Linked DNA regions of Mus musculus: region 1 is linked to region 2. The links are chromatin contacts, called in public ChIA-PET maps. All regions are on one chromosome and are shown on one strand. The core of a region is the stretch at or near the end of the contact, and the rest is flanking DNA. Distances in the headings are between cores, read along the strand shown.

Region 1 (5,695 bases), core at 444-2,943, 35 kb after region 2:
ATGCAGGGGTCAGTTGGTCCAGGAGGCTGAAGGTCTCAACAGTCCCAGTCTGACCCTGGGGGGGCTCCTGGAGAGGCTGCCGGTCCTCAGTCTATTCTGGAAGATTGGAGAAGTTGGTTCTAAAACTGCCAAAGGAAAGCTGTAGCAAAGAGATACATGAACTTGCCAGCAAGACAAAAAACAAACAAAAAAAGCAGGCAAAAAGCAAAATTTCTTCTTTCCATCCATATCTTTTTATCTGGGCTGCACACATTCAGGGCGTGGCTTTATGTTTTTAATAATCTGATTAAGAAAGGCCCCTGTAGAAGTGCCCAGCAGTTTGCAGTAAAGTTGACAACCAAGATATGACATCATATCTTCCATAGCCTAAATTCATGTATCAAACCCTTCTTCCATGGTGGGGTGCTATTAGGACAGGGGGCTTTAGGACTGGGCTAAGACTGGATGAACCATAGTGTGTGCCTTCACAAAGGGATTTTTGAGCTTATAACAGAACATCAGAGAGCAATCTCCCTCCCTCTCGCGTTCCCTCTCCTTCCCTCCCTCCCCCTCTTTCTCCACCCCGCTAATAGCAGTTACTTTTTAATCACAGTGGCCTAAAAAAAAAAAAAAAAAAAAAACGAGATATAATTTTGGCTCACAGGCTCACAGGTTTCAGGGTCACTGCCCATCCTGGTGGGCAAGATAGGGCAAAGAACTTGGCTCATGTCATGGTGGGCCAGAAGACAGGGAGACAGGAAGTGACCAGAGGTAATATACACATACCTGGAGCCTGCCTCAAGGAACCTTCTTATTCCATCTAGGTCTCCCTTCCCCCTATAGGAGCAAGCATTCAAGTCATAAGCCTGTGTGGGGCGTTATAGATTCAAATTTAAAAAAAAAAGATTTATCTATTTATTATATGTAAGTACACTGTAGCTGTCTTCGGACACACCAGTAGAGGGCGTCAGATCTCATTACGGATGGTTGTGAGCCACCATGTGGTTGCTGGGATTTGAACTCAGGACCTTCGGAAGAGCAGTCAGTGCTCTTACCCATTGAGCCATCTCGTCAGCCCTAGATTCAAATTTTAACCCAGGGTTTTGTTTATGTGGCCCAAACTAGCCTCAGCATTACCATCCCCCTGCTTCAGCTTCCAAGCCCTGAGAGTATAGGCACGCATCACCATATTCCTCCCCACCCCCACCCCTGAGCACTCTTTCAGTCCTGTGAGAACCCAGATAACAGGCGCCATCCATGAGCCAGGAAGCAGGCCCTCCCCAGATTCTAAATTTGCTTTATGATCTGATCAGTGGCATCTCAGCCTCCAGAAACAGGAGGGGGAAATTCTATCATGTGAGCTGTTTCTTCTACGACGCTTGATGCTTTCTTACCGCCGCCTAGCCAAGACACCTGCCACGCCCCTCCACCCACTCAGTGCTCCGGTGCCTAGAGCTAGTTCTAAAGCTAAAATGCTTAGTCTCCTCCTAAAGGCTGAGCTCCGGTCCCACGCGCTACCATCAGCTGTCCTTGCTGTCCCTCCATCTGTGTAACTGAATGTTCTTAGCACAGTGGGCACTCGGTCAGCAGTGAGGCTCCTTCCTGCTTCCTGCCGCCCCCCTCCCCCCCTCCCAGTTAAGAAACCCGGTCCGAAGCTGAGGACAGAATCTTCAGACACTGCCAAGAGGCACTGTTGACAAGGGTAGTGATTCAGGCCGAGTTCCTGGCGGTTCAGAACGCACTGAGTGTGTTAATGGGTCTGCTGGCTCCTTCTTTGTGTATGTCAGAAACTGCTGATCTGATGAAGAGGTTTTCAGCCATCTCCCAGCAACTGGGTGGTAGCCCTAACGGGGAGAGTCACAGCCTTTCTTGGGAGCCCCCAGGGTGCCAGGGCTTCTGGGAGGCGGGGAGGATACAGGTCTACCCGTGGAAAGTGAATGACCTCAGCTGCTCTGTCCCTTACTCCTCAAGGGCCCCATGGTCCCTGTCAGTGATAATGACAGCGGCATGGGGACCATAGTTTCTGGCCAGACCTTGAGGTAACCTTTTCTCTATCATCTGGCTCAGACTTCAGAACCCCCAGAAAGCCTAGATCTGTAAATGGGAACTCTGAGGCTATTGGGGTCTGGAAGGCTGAGTTGTTTGCCCAAAGACAAGGGTTTGGTAAACAGCAGAGGCTTAAGTCAGCTTCTGTCCCCATCCCCCACCCCAATCCCTCTTTTCCTCTTCCCCTTCTTTCCTTTTCTCTCTCTTCCTTGGAGGGAATTGTTTCAGCATCTGGCTTGTGTTAAGCACTATCAGAGACATAGTGGAGAACAGGACAGGTAGGTTTCCCCTTGAGCGCTTGGCAGACGCCACAGGGAGAGTGTCCCTTCCTGGAGGCCCCAGCTCTTCTTCAAGCTGAATTCTGAAGTGAGCCTGGCCAAGGCTGAGCTGTGGGACCCTGAGGCACATGCACCAGAAGCCAGACTTTGGGGTGAATGAATTTGTCCAAGATGAGGGTATTGTGGGAGGATAAGAGGGAAGGTAGACTGGGATGGAATCAAGGAGGGTAACTTCGAGGATTATAAGTGGATGAAGAAGCCTGTGACAGGATCAGAGAGGGACATCACCAGATGGGAGGAGGACCAGAAGAGGGAGTGTCTGAAGAGTTAGGGAGGGCAGGAGTGCCCATCTCAGAGCATGGGACAGTCCATCAAACACACGCCGGCTGAAATTTGCTAACGTTTGCTAATGCAGCTACTTCCTCTTCCATTTGGTTTTCCAAGACAGGATTTCTCTGTGTAACTCTGGCTGCCCTGGAACTTGCTCTGTATATCTGGCTGAACTCAGAGATTCTCCTGCCTCGGCCTTCCGAGTGCTGGTAGTAAAGGTGAGCCCCACCCTCACCCACAGTTTCTTTCTTTCTTTTTTAGAATATTTTTATTCGTTCTTTGACAATTCTACAATGTATACAATGTATCCTGCTCATATCCACCCTTCTACTCTCTCCAGATGCCCAGCATGTATTCCCCACACCCCCACACCTCATGCCCTCTGATGTGTGTTTGTGTGTGTGTGTGTGTGTGTGCCCACTGAGTTCATTTAGTATTGTCTGAATGCACATGGGCCCATCCCCCACCAGAGCGTGGACAACCTACCAGTGATCACACATCCCTAAAGAAAAATGACTGCCCCTGTTCAGCAGCCACCAACTGCTAATAGCTTCTCAGTTTGGGTGGGGGGAACCTCATGGACCCTCTCCTGTTTGTTCTAGAAGACTAGCTCAATCACATGCAGACAACCATAGCTGAAGAAAGGAATGTCACAGTCATGTCACCTCCACTCCCAGAAGATGGCATTTCACACCATCCCTCTCTATCCTCTGTTTTTTAGTCTTCCTCCCCATCTCCCATGACAGTCCCTGGGTCAGTTCTTGGTGTGGAGGTGGGAGGTTAATGCAGACAGTCAGATGGACCAGTGCTTGGGCCAGCTGCAGGAGTCTCTGCACAGACTGCTACCCACTCCCGCTGCAGAAAAAGCCACTTAGATCACAGCTGAGAACAGCACTGATTTATGGATACAAACACAAATACTTAGGAAGCAGTTGGGCCACATTCCCACTTAGCAGTGTAACAACAGTAATATGGTCCCCTGGGACCTATGACCGGTCCATTCACACTCTAGGTTTACAGTAGCAGGTGGAGCTTCTCTCAGGCCACTATTGTGCCAGACAGGACTGACCGTCTGAAATTATAAACAAATCTCTAATCAAATGTTTTCTTTTATAAGAGTTACCTTGGCCATGGTGTCTCTTCACAGCAACAGAACAGAACCAAGAGGCAAAATTGAAAACATCATTTACATATTGATATAGCAACCAAGAATAATTTCCACTTATCTTTTAAAATTCCAAATATGCCCAGCAGTGGTGGTGCATGCCTTTAGTCCCAGCACTTGGAAGGCACAGGCAAGCGTATTTATGATTTAGAGGCCAGCCTGGACTACAGAGTGAGTTCCAGGACAGCCAGGGCTACACAGAGAAACCCTGTCTTGAAAAAAACCAAAACCAAAACCAAACCAAACCAAATCCAATTATAAGAATAATTAGATATGGTCTTTAAGATTATGTTTTAAATATGTCTAGCTGTCTTGGGGCTATGATAGAATACTATGACTAAAAGCAACTTGGGGAGGAGAGAATTTATTTCAGCTCACGTGTCCCGAACATACTCCATTACTAAGAGGAGTAGAGGCAGGAACTCAAGTCAGGGACATAGATGCAGGAATGGAGCAGAAGCCATGGAGGAATGCTCTTTAACAGTGTGTTCCTCCCGTTCCTCATGGCTTGTTCAGTTTGCTTTTCAATACAATTCTGGCCTGCCTGCCCAGGGTGGCACCACCCACAGTAAGCTGGGCCTCCTTATGCTAACTGGTGATCAAGAAAATGTTCTTCAACCATTCTGATGGTGAAAGACCCACAAAGTGAGCACTCCCCCATGTTCTGACTCAGGAGAGGCGACATCCCAAATCACTCACAAGAAACGGCCTTGATGCAAACCGCCAAGAGGACTTTTTATTCCAGGTGTGCTCTGGGGCCCACAGTTGTACACCATGCAGGGGGAGAGGACCGTAGACCCCAAGTATCTGGGAAAGGGGGTATTTAAAGGAAAAACCATAACCCAAGGGGGTAGGGAGAGCGTTATTGGAGAATACTGAAAATACCGGTGAAAAATACAAGGTGGAACTAAAAGTCACAAGGGGAAATTCCCTGCTTCTCAAGATTTTAATCTAACTTTTGTGGTCAGCCAGGTCCTGGAATGAGGTCACTGAACCGGCTTGTATAATTACCTGTTCTATGGTCAGCCAGTTCTCAGAACAGGCTGCTTCAGGGACCAACTATTTTTCTTTCTTAGCTCCAACTTGGTCTAGGGGGTCAAACTTAAATTTTCTACCTTATAATGGAAACATGTTCTCAATTGATGTTCCTCTTTCTTCTCTCTCTCTCTCTCTCTCTCTCTCTCTCTCTCTCTCTCTCTCCCTCCCTCCCTCCCTTCCTTTCTTTCTTGTTTAGTTTAGTTTTTCGAGACAGAGTTTCTCACTTTGTAGACCAGGCTGGCCTCAAACTCAGAAATCCACCTGCCTCTGCCTTCCAAGTGCTGGGATTAAAGGTGTGGGCCACCACACCTGGCTGATGTTCCTCTTTTCATTTGACTCTAGCATGTGTCAAGTAAACAAGCCAACCAACCAACCAAAAACTAACCAAGACACCCTAAGACTCTGATGATGAAGACATTGTAACCGTTCTATGACATTTGTCTCTGTAGTCTGTTGTCCGACCAGAGGGCAAAGCAGAGTCCAGACAAATAGATTCCATGGGGACTCTGGAACTTCAGAATGCCTAGAGTGTTTACTGCTCTTAGAAGAGAAGCCAGGAGGTCTGGGCAGCCTGCACCGAAGAGGGGTGGGGTGGGGGCAGGTAGCCAAGGTCCCAGGTCTCTTGTTAGCTACCGTGTCAGCACCAGCACTAATGACACAGGTGGTGGCAGTGGCAGCGGCCACAGCATTGTGAACCTGGCTAGCCAGGTGGGTCCAAGATCCAGCGGTGAATGCTTTGGAAGAGAGAACTCTTCCCCGAGTATTACATATCAGAAAAAACAGCTACTCTCAGACGGTCCTTGGTGAAATAATCTGTGTGCTTTCTTCCAGGTAGACAGGGACAATAGATGGGACTTCA
Region 2 (5,987 bases), core at 254-2,753:
AAGAACATGTTTAATCCTGGCGTTAATTTTTGTATAGTACCTTTATGTTCTCAACTCTTAGGCAAGCACTAGTATCATTTTGATTACACTCAACCCAAATCAACTAAAGTAAGTAATATGCTAAAGAACAGAAAAATCAGGCCAGATATGATGGTGTCCACCTTTAATCGCAGCACCCAGAATGCAGAGGCAGGCAGATCTCAAAAAGCAGAGGGAGACAGATTCCTCTGAGTTCCAAATAAGTCATAGCCACACAATGAGACTCTATCTCAAAATCAAACAAAAATTGCCTTGGGGATAAAATTTTGTTATGACCAAGATAAAAATTAATTATAAGTAACCGTACATAATTTGGTCATAGATATTAAAGTTTGCTCAATAATTGAAGCCTCGGATTAAACTCCTGGTTAATTAAATCAGTTATGTTTTTCACACACTGAGATAGGGCTTCAGTCTTTTTTTTTCTTTTTTTTTTTTTTTTTGGTTTTTCAAGAGAGTTTCTCTGTATAGCCCTGGCTGTCCTGGAACTCACTCTGTAGACCAGCCTTGGCCTCGAACTCAGAAATCCGCCTGCCTCTGCCCTCCCAAGTGCTGGGATTAAAGGCCTGCGCCACCACGCCCGGCTAGGGCTTCAGTCTTATTACAGAACCTTCCAATTAAATGGTCATCATGTAGGGATTTCAAACAGCAGAACCTAACCCTGGCTGGATATGTCACTCGCTGGATTTTAGCGAATTTATTATTGGGGTTTATTAGCCGGATACAGTGGTTTTCAGAGTTCATAAATATTCAAGGATGAAGCTTGGAAGCAGGCAGAAGACTCCGGTCAGCAGGCTGTCCGTGAGCATGGCTTGGCAGAGATCTCAGCTTAAGACGTGCACTCACTCCAGCCTCCTGGCTGAACCAGCACGCTAGTTTCTTGTTTTGCTGAAGGTGGGAATTACCTTCCCAAGAACGCATACTAAGGACAGAAATTAATGTCTCCAATTTTAAGTGGGGCACTACTGCATATGTGGAATGACGATCCGAATAGCTATTATAAAAATAACAATGTTCATCTCTCAAAGTCCTCATCTATTATTCGAGCGCTCGTAATATCCAATTCGGTTATCCCCATAGATTATTAGGAATACTGCTTCCAGTATGACTGACTAAACACCCTTATCTACAGCCAGGGAGACAGGAAGGGAAGGAAAAGGCTAATGGGGTGCCTATGATGAGAGTACTTTACACACACGCCTGTCTTAAGATGTCAAAATGAAACCTATTATTTTGTACAATTAATAGACAAGATAGGCTAGTCTCTAGATAGGCTCGAGCTACAGGTATGAGAGGAAAGAAAACCAAAGTGAGGCGTTTTGTTTTGTTTGAGACAGGGTCTCGCCTATGTGGCTCAGGATGGCCTGGAAACTCAGGAGACACTAACACTAACAAGTACCACACCGCAAAACGCTGGGCAACCCAGAGAGGCGGTGCCTCCTACGTCACACGACGCAAGGTAACGTCAGCACGCTACGGAAGTCGCGTCCGGCTCCACGCCCGCGAGGGCCCCATTCCGGGATGTCTAGCAGGATGCCTGAGTGAGTTTCTGTTGGCCTGCTGCCTTTAATCTGCGCCGGGGAGCGTGTCCTCACGGCGTCTCCAGGTTATCGGGACGATGAGGTTCTCTCGACCAGCCTCGCGGGCCCGGCGTTTCTCTTCAGGCAGCTTCGCGGGCAGCCCTCGGGCCTTGTAAGAGCGCGCAGCCCCGCCCTCCTCCTTTCGGCCGCCGCAGCCATCTTCCAGGTTGGTACGCGCGTGGCTCTCTCGTCTTGTTCTCCACACACGCTGCGTGTGGCGCCCACGCCGCAGAGACTGCGTGTTAGGGGCGTGGGGAGACCGTCTGGAGGTCACTGCCCTGGGCGGTGTATGCTAGGGAGCTTCTATCCGGGGGAGCCGGGCCTGGCGCAGTCTTGGTTGCCGGGCGTCCGCCCAACCCCAGACTTGAGCATGTGCTGTCGGGCTGGGACTTAGGATTCTGCTTGGGTCTTAACGATGCCGGGGTGCCGAAGCCTGGAATTGGCTCGGGCGAGGAGGGTGCCCGCCGGGTCAGCCTGGTAATGATGTAATGGGGACCCTTCCTCTGGATACATGAAACACTTAGGAATTTTGGCCCTAGAAGACGAGCGTGGGGAAGGAAGGTAACATTAAGGCTGCTTAAGACTACAAGGGCAAGGGGTTATGTCTAGTACACCATGCTTTGGAGCTTCCCTTGTGGTTAGGAATGGCGGGTATTTCTGCCCTGGATGACTGGAGTAATCCAAACCTTGTTGGTTTGTGGGAATACACGATCTGGTTCTAAATATGTGTAGTAGGTAAGTTCGTAGATGGTGTTAAATTAGCATTTAAATTTAGTTGGAATGTGGTTTTCTATGCATGCTTCCTAATAGCATTCGAAAGTGCAGGTGTGCGATTAAGAGATTGTTGATAGAAAGCTACTGTAGTAAAATGGAATTAAACAGCATCAAAGAGGCTGAGTTTGGTGGTCTTCAAGTTACCCTGGAGTTGCAGGTTGCAATGTATTGGCTTAAGTTCTAGCATCCAGTCTGATGGTGCTAATGATAGAATTTGGCCTCTTTTGCTAAGAGGAATTGTGGGCACCCATTTTCAATTCCTGTGATTTGGAAGGTTGACGGAGGTGCTGAGGTTGAGAGGGCCTGCCCTGTGCGACAAGATGACTTTTGGGGGTGTGGTTATTGGGACAGTTAATAACATAAACTGTGAATTGTTATTTGACTGATAACTTTTCTGGTTTCAGTAACTCGCCAAAATGACGAACACAAAGGGAAAGAGGAGAGGCACCCGGTACATGTTCTCTAGGCCTTTTAGGAAACATGGTAAGTTTGTTATGTCTGTGCCTGAGGAGAAGTGGCATGTCTTAGTCTGGCTTTGCTTGTCAGAGACATTGTCCTTTACAGTGTATGTAACTGCCGAATGTGGACTTGGGTTGGAAACTGGTATACTCATGAAAGTGTACCTGTGGTTCTAGAAGTCTTGATTTTTTTTTTTTTTCCTTTTGCAGGCGTTGTTCCTTTGGCCACATACATGCGAATCTACAAGAAGGGTGATATTGTAGACATCAAGGTAAGTTGATGGAGTGGAGGGAAGGGCACACGTGTTAGGAATTGTGATTTAATTACTTGAAGTTAATAGCCCAGGATGGGGGAAAAGTAAAAGATACAGTTAAAAATAACCTTATTAGGAATTGAGAGCGCTGCCTCATGCCTTTGAGCCTAGCTAGCACTCAGTGCAAAGGCAAGCAGATTTCTCTAGTTCAAGGCCAGATGAGGCTGTACAGTTAGACCCCCATATGAAGATAATATTTGTTATTAAAGATGGCAGTGTTACGGAACCCCCCGTGAAGGCCGTGTCCTTTGATGGGTCGTTGAACAGATTCTGTCGCTCTGGAACTTAATGATGATTGTCTGTTTGATTGCTTGATGCAATGTGAAAACCACATTTCACCGGCTCTGAGAGTTCTTGAGCTGACCTTGAAAGGGAGCCTTGGTTAGTTACAAGGATTTGAAAAGAGGAATTTCTGGAATAATACTTTTTCTGTTGACTAGGGAATGGGCACTGTTCAAAAAGGAATGCCCCATAAGTGCTACCACGGCAAAACCGGAAGAGTCTACAATGTCACCCAGCATGCCGTGGGCATCATTGTCAACAAGCAGGTTAAGTGAGTAGAGCGCCTTTCTTTGACTAAGTAGCTGGCCTCACCCCCCCTTTCACTTTGCCAATTGGACTTAATGTCTTCATTGGCCATTCAAGTGGGGCAAAGGAAATAACCTTTTAAAACTCAGGCAAACTTAAGTGTTTGTCTTGTAACCTGTCAGGGGAAACATTAACGTTGGGGAGGCCGGATTCTGTGAGTAGTCGGTGCTGGCTTTTATAGCATTAAAACTTCGTTACAGGCTTCCTTTGCCTGGTTTGGCTAAGTTACTGTGGTTTGGGGTCTGTTTTTATCAGAAAAAGGAGCTTTAAAGTGCTCTCGAGGCCTCTTCCTTTGGGTGAGAATGATTGACATGTCACCATGTTGATCTTGGGGGAGTGTTAGTTAACAGCTGTCAGAACAGCGTACATTGTACTGTGTTTCTGAGTGAAGCATTTAGAACTTACCGGTCTTTGCTCATTCCAGGGGCAAAATTCTGGCCAAGAGGATCAATGTGCGGATTGAGCACATCAAGCACTCAAAGAGCAGAGACAGCTTCCTGAAGCGGGTGAAGGAGAATGACCAGAAGAAAAAGGAAGCCAAAGAGAAGGGCACCTGGGTGCAGCTGAAGCGCCAGGTGAGAGCTGCCTTGGCGGTGTTCACTCACTGTTAATCTTGAGGAACCCTTAGAACTTGGCTCACTTTGTTAATAAGCTTAAGAAGTGTGTATTCATTATTTCCAAAAACCACTAAACTTCACTATAATTTCATTTTTTTTCTTACCAGCCTGCGCCACCCAGAGAAGCACACTTTGTGAGGACTAATGGAAAAGAGCCTGAGCTGTTGGAGCCCATTCCATACGAATTCATGGCCTAATGTACACAAAGAAATAAAATACCAGCACCAGGACTGTGAAGTGTTTTCCTTAGACTGTAGTGTGGGGTTTGCTCATTGGCTTTCTTGTTCAGATTTTACTAATTGTTCTAAATGATACAGCTTAGTGTGCAGAAAATATCCTCTTGATTGGAAAATAGCCAAATATTTACAAAACAGGTATACTAGTTTGAAGAGGCTCTATATGGGGGGAGGGGGTGCTGGAAAACATTAGTGGGTGACCAGTAATGGTGGTACAGCTCTAACTCCTAGCACCAGGAGTCCGAGGCAGGGGGATCTTCAGGCTGCATGATGTGCATAGTAGCATGCTGGTATTAGGGAGTGGGTATCTGTGGTTCCCACTTTGAAAATAACCAAAATTCTCCAAAGTGGGCAGACCTAAGCCAGGAGAGGGCTGGCCACAGACATTTGGTACTGCTTGCTGAGAAAGCACTGATTGTTTTCCTAACCTAAAGATTATATATGGCCCACCATACCATCTTTGAAACAATGTGTACTGGCCTTTGGTTCACCTTTCTTGTCTTTGAAGTTGTACTTGGTGGGTGCATTTAACCTTGCCACAGAGTGGGGAGGATAGAGTCTAATGGACCTTAAGTGGTCTCTGGTGGCCATGTCGGCAGTGCTTAGGTTGTAGCCCAGGGTTGGAGTCGGCAGTGACAAGCAAATAACTATATTCTTGCTTGCTGTGGCAGCTATACAGAAATTTACGGTATAGGTAAGAGGGTTCTCTAGAAGTACTACCTGTCTTAGTGAAAGAGATTGCTTGGTTAACATCCTGTTATGTAGTGGGGCTACTTTTAAACTGTGTGAAGTCCCCATTAGCCACCTCCATAGGCAATGGAGCTAACATTCTTGCTACAGTGGCCGCAGCTCATTAACACCTAATGATGTGTTTAACATGTGTCCACATGGTGTGAATGTGGGTACGCATGTGCCCAGTATTCAGTTCACAGAATTGTCATCATCTTCCATCATGTCTTCAGTGAGGGACTCTGCAGATGCCCACCCCAGTCCTTGGTTGTGGTGATTCTGTTAGCATTAAATGCACTGGAGAGCTTCAACTGTTTTGTTAGTGATGGTTTGGTTTTTCGAGACAAGGTTTCTCTGCAGCTCTGGCTGCCTTGGAAGACCAGGCTGGTCTCGAACTCAGAAATCCACCTGCCTCTGCCTTCCAAGTGCTGGGATTAAAGGCATGTGCCACCACTGCTCAGTTTAGTGATGGTTTTTAAGAGTAAATAATTGGCATCCCTGATTGCCAAGGTTAGTGCCTTGGGAAATAGGGTTCTGCTCTAGTCTTTGGTATGTTTTTCATTTTGGCTCACGGGCACTATGGTCTGTTACAAGGCTTGTTTTTCAGAGGTTTTCTGTTCACTTCAGAAACTTAAAGCCTTGAGTTTAACTG

The links. ChIA-PET counts read pairs in DNA pulled down with a chosen protein or histone mark.
Region 1: a contact with region 2 is called in an RNA polymerase II ChIA-PET map of effector CD8 T cells, with 82 read pairs. The contact joins the enhancer-like site here to the promoter of Rpl21 in region 2. A contact is called at or near these places in 5 of 39 promoter capture datasets (3T3-L1-derived adipocytes, embryonic stem cells, macrophages and 2 more), 3 of 484 Hi-C or Micro-C datasets (the 3T3-L1 cell line, the N1E-115 cell line and cerebral cortex), 8 of 115 datasets of contacts at active chromatin or transcription factors (the SCID.adh cell line, astrocytes, effector CD8 T cells and 2 more) and 2 of 9 other capture datasets (adipose tissue and pancreatic islet).

What each region holds. Positions count from the first base shown.
Region 1 is chr5:146,866,223-146,871,917 of GRCm38.p6, forward strand. The region is part of intron 2 of Gm38748 (a long non-coding RNA gene); the gene reads left to right. Among named protein-coding and RNA genes, the nearest start is that of Gm38748, 11 kb to the left of the region's middle. Within about 2 kb of position 1,694, at least 168 of the 459 cell types and tissues checked have an H3K27ac peak or open chromatin away from gene starts, as enhancers often do. A contact at or near this core is called in the N1E-115 cell line, the SCID.adh cell line, adipose tissue and 5 more, where this site is marked.
Region 2 is chr5:146,831,387-146,837,373 of GRCm38.p6, forward strand. It overlaps Rpl21 (ribosomal protein L21), which reads left to right and starts at 1,504. Exons shown (of 6, transcript NM_019647.6): 1 at 1,504-1,785; 2 at 2,798-2,876; 3 at 3,062-3,123; 4 at 3,606-3,718; 5 at 4,178-4,328; 6 at 4,478-5,646. The coding sequence starts at 2,810. The coding sequence ends at 4,567. It overlaps LOC115490268 (a small nucleolar RNA gene), which reads left to right and starts at 3,448; the gene lies at 3,448-3,518. LOC115490276 (a small nucleolar RNA gene) reads left to right here and starts at 3,758; the gene lies at 3,758-3,886.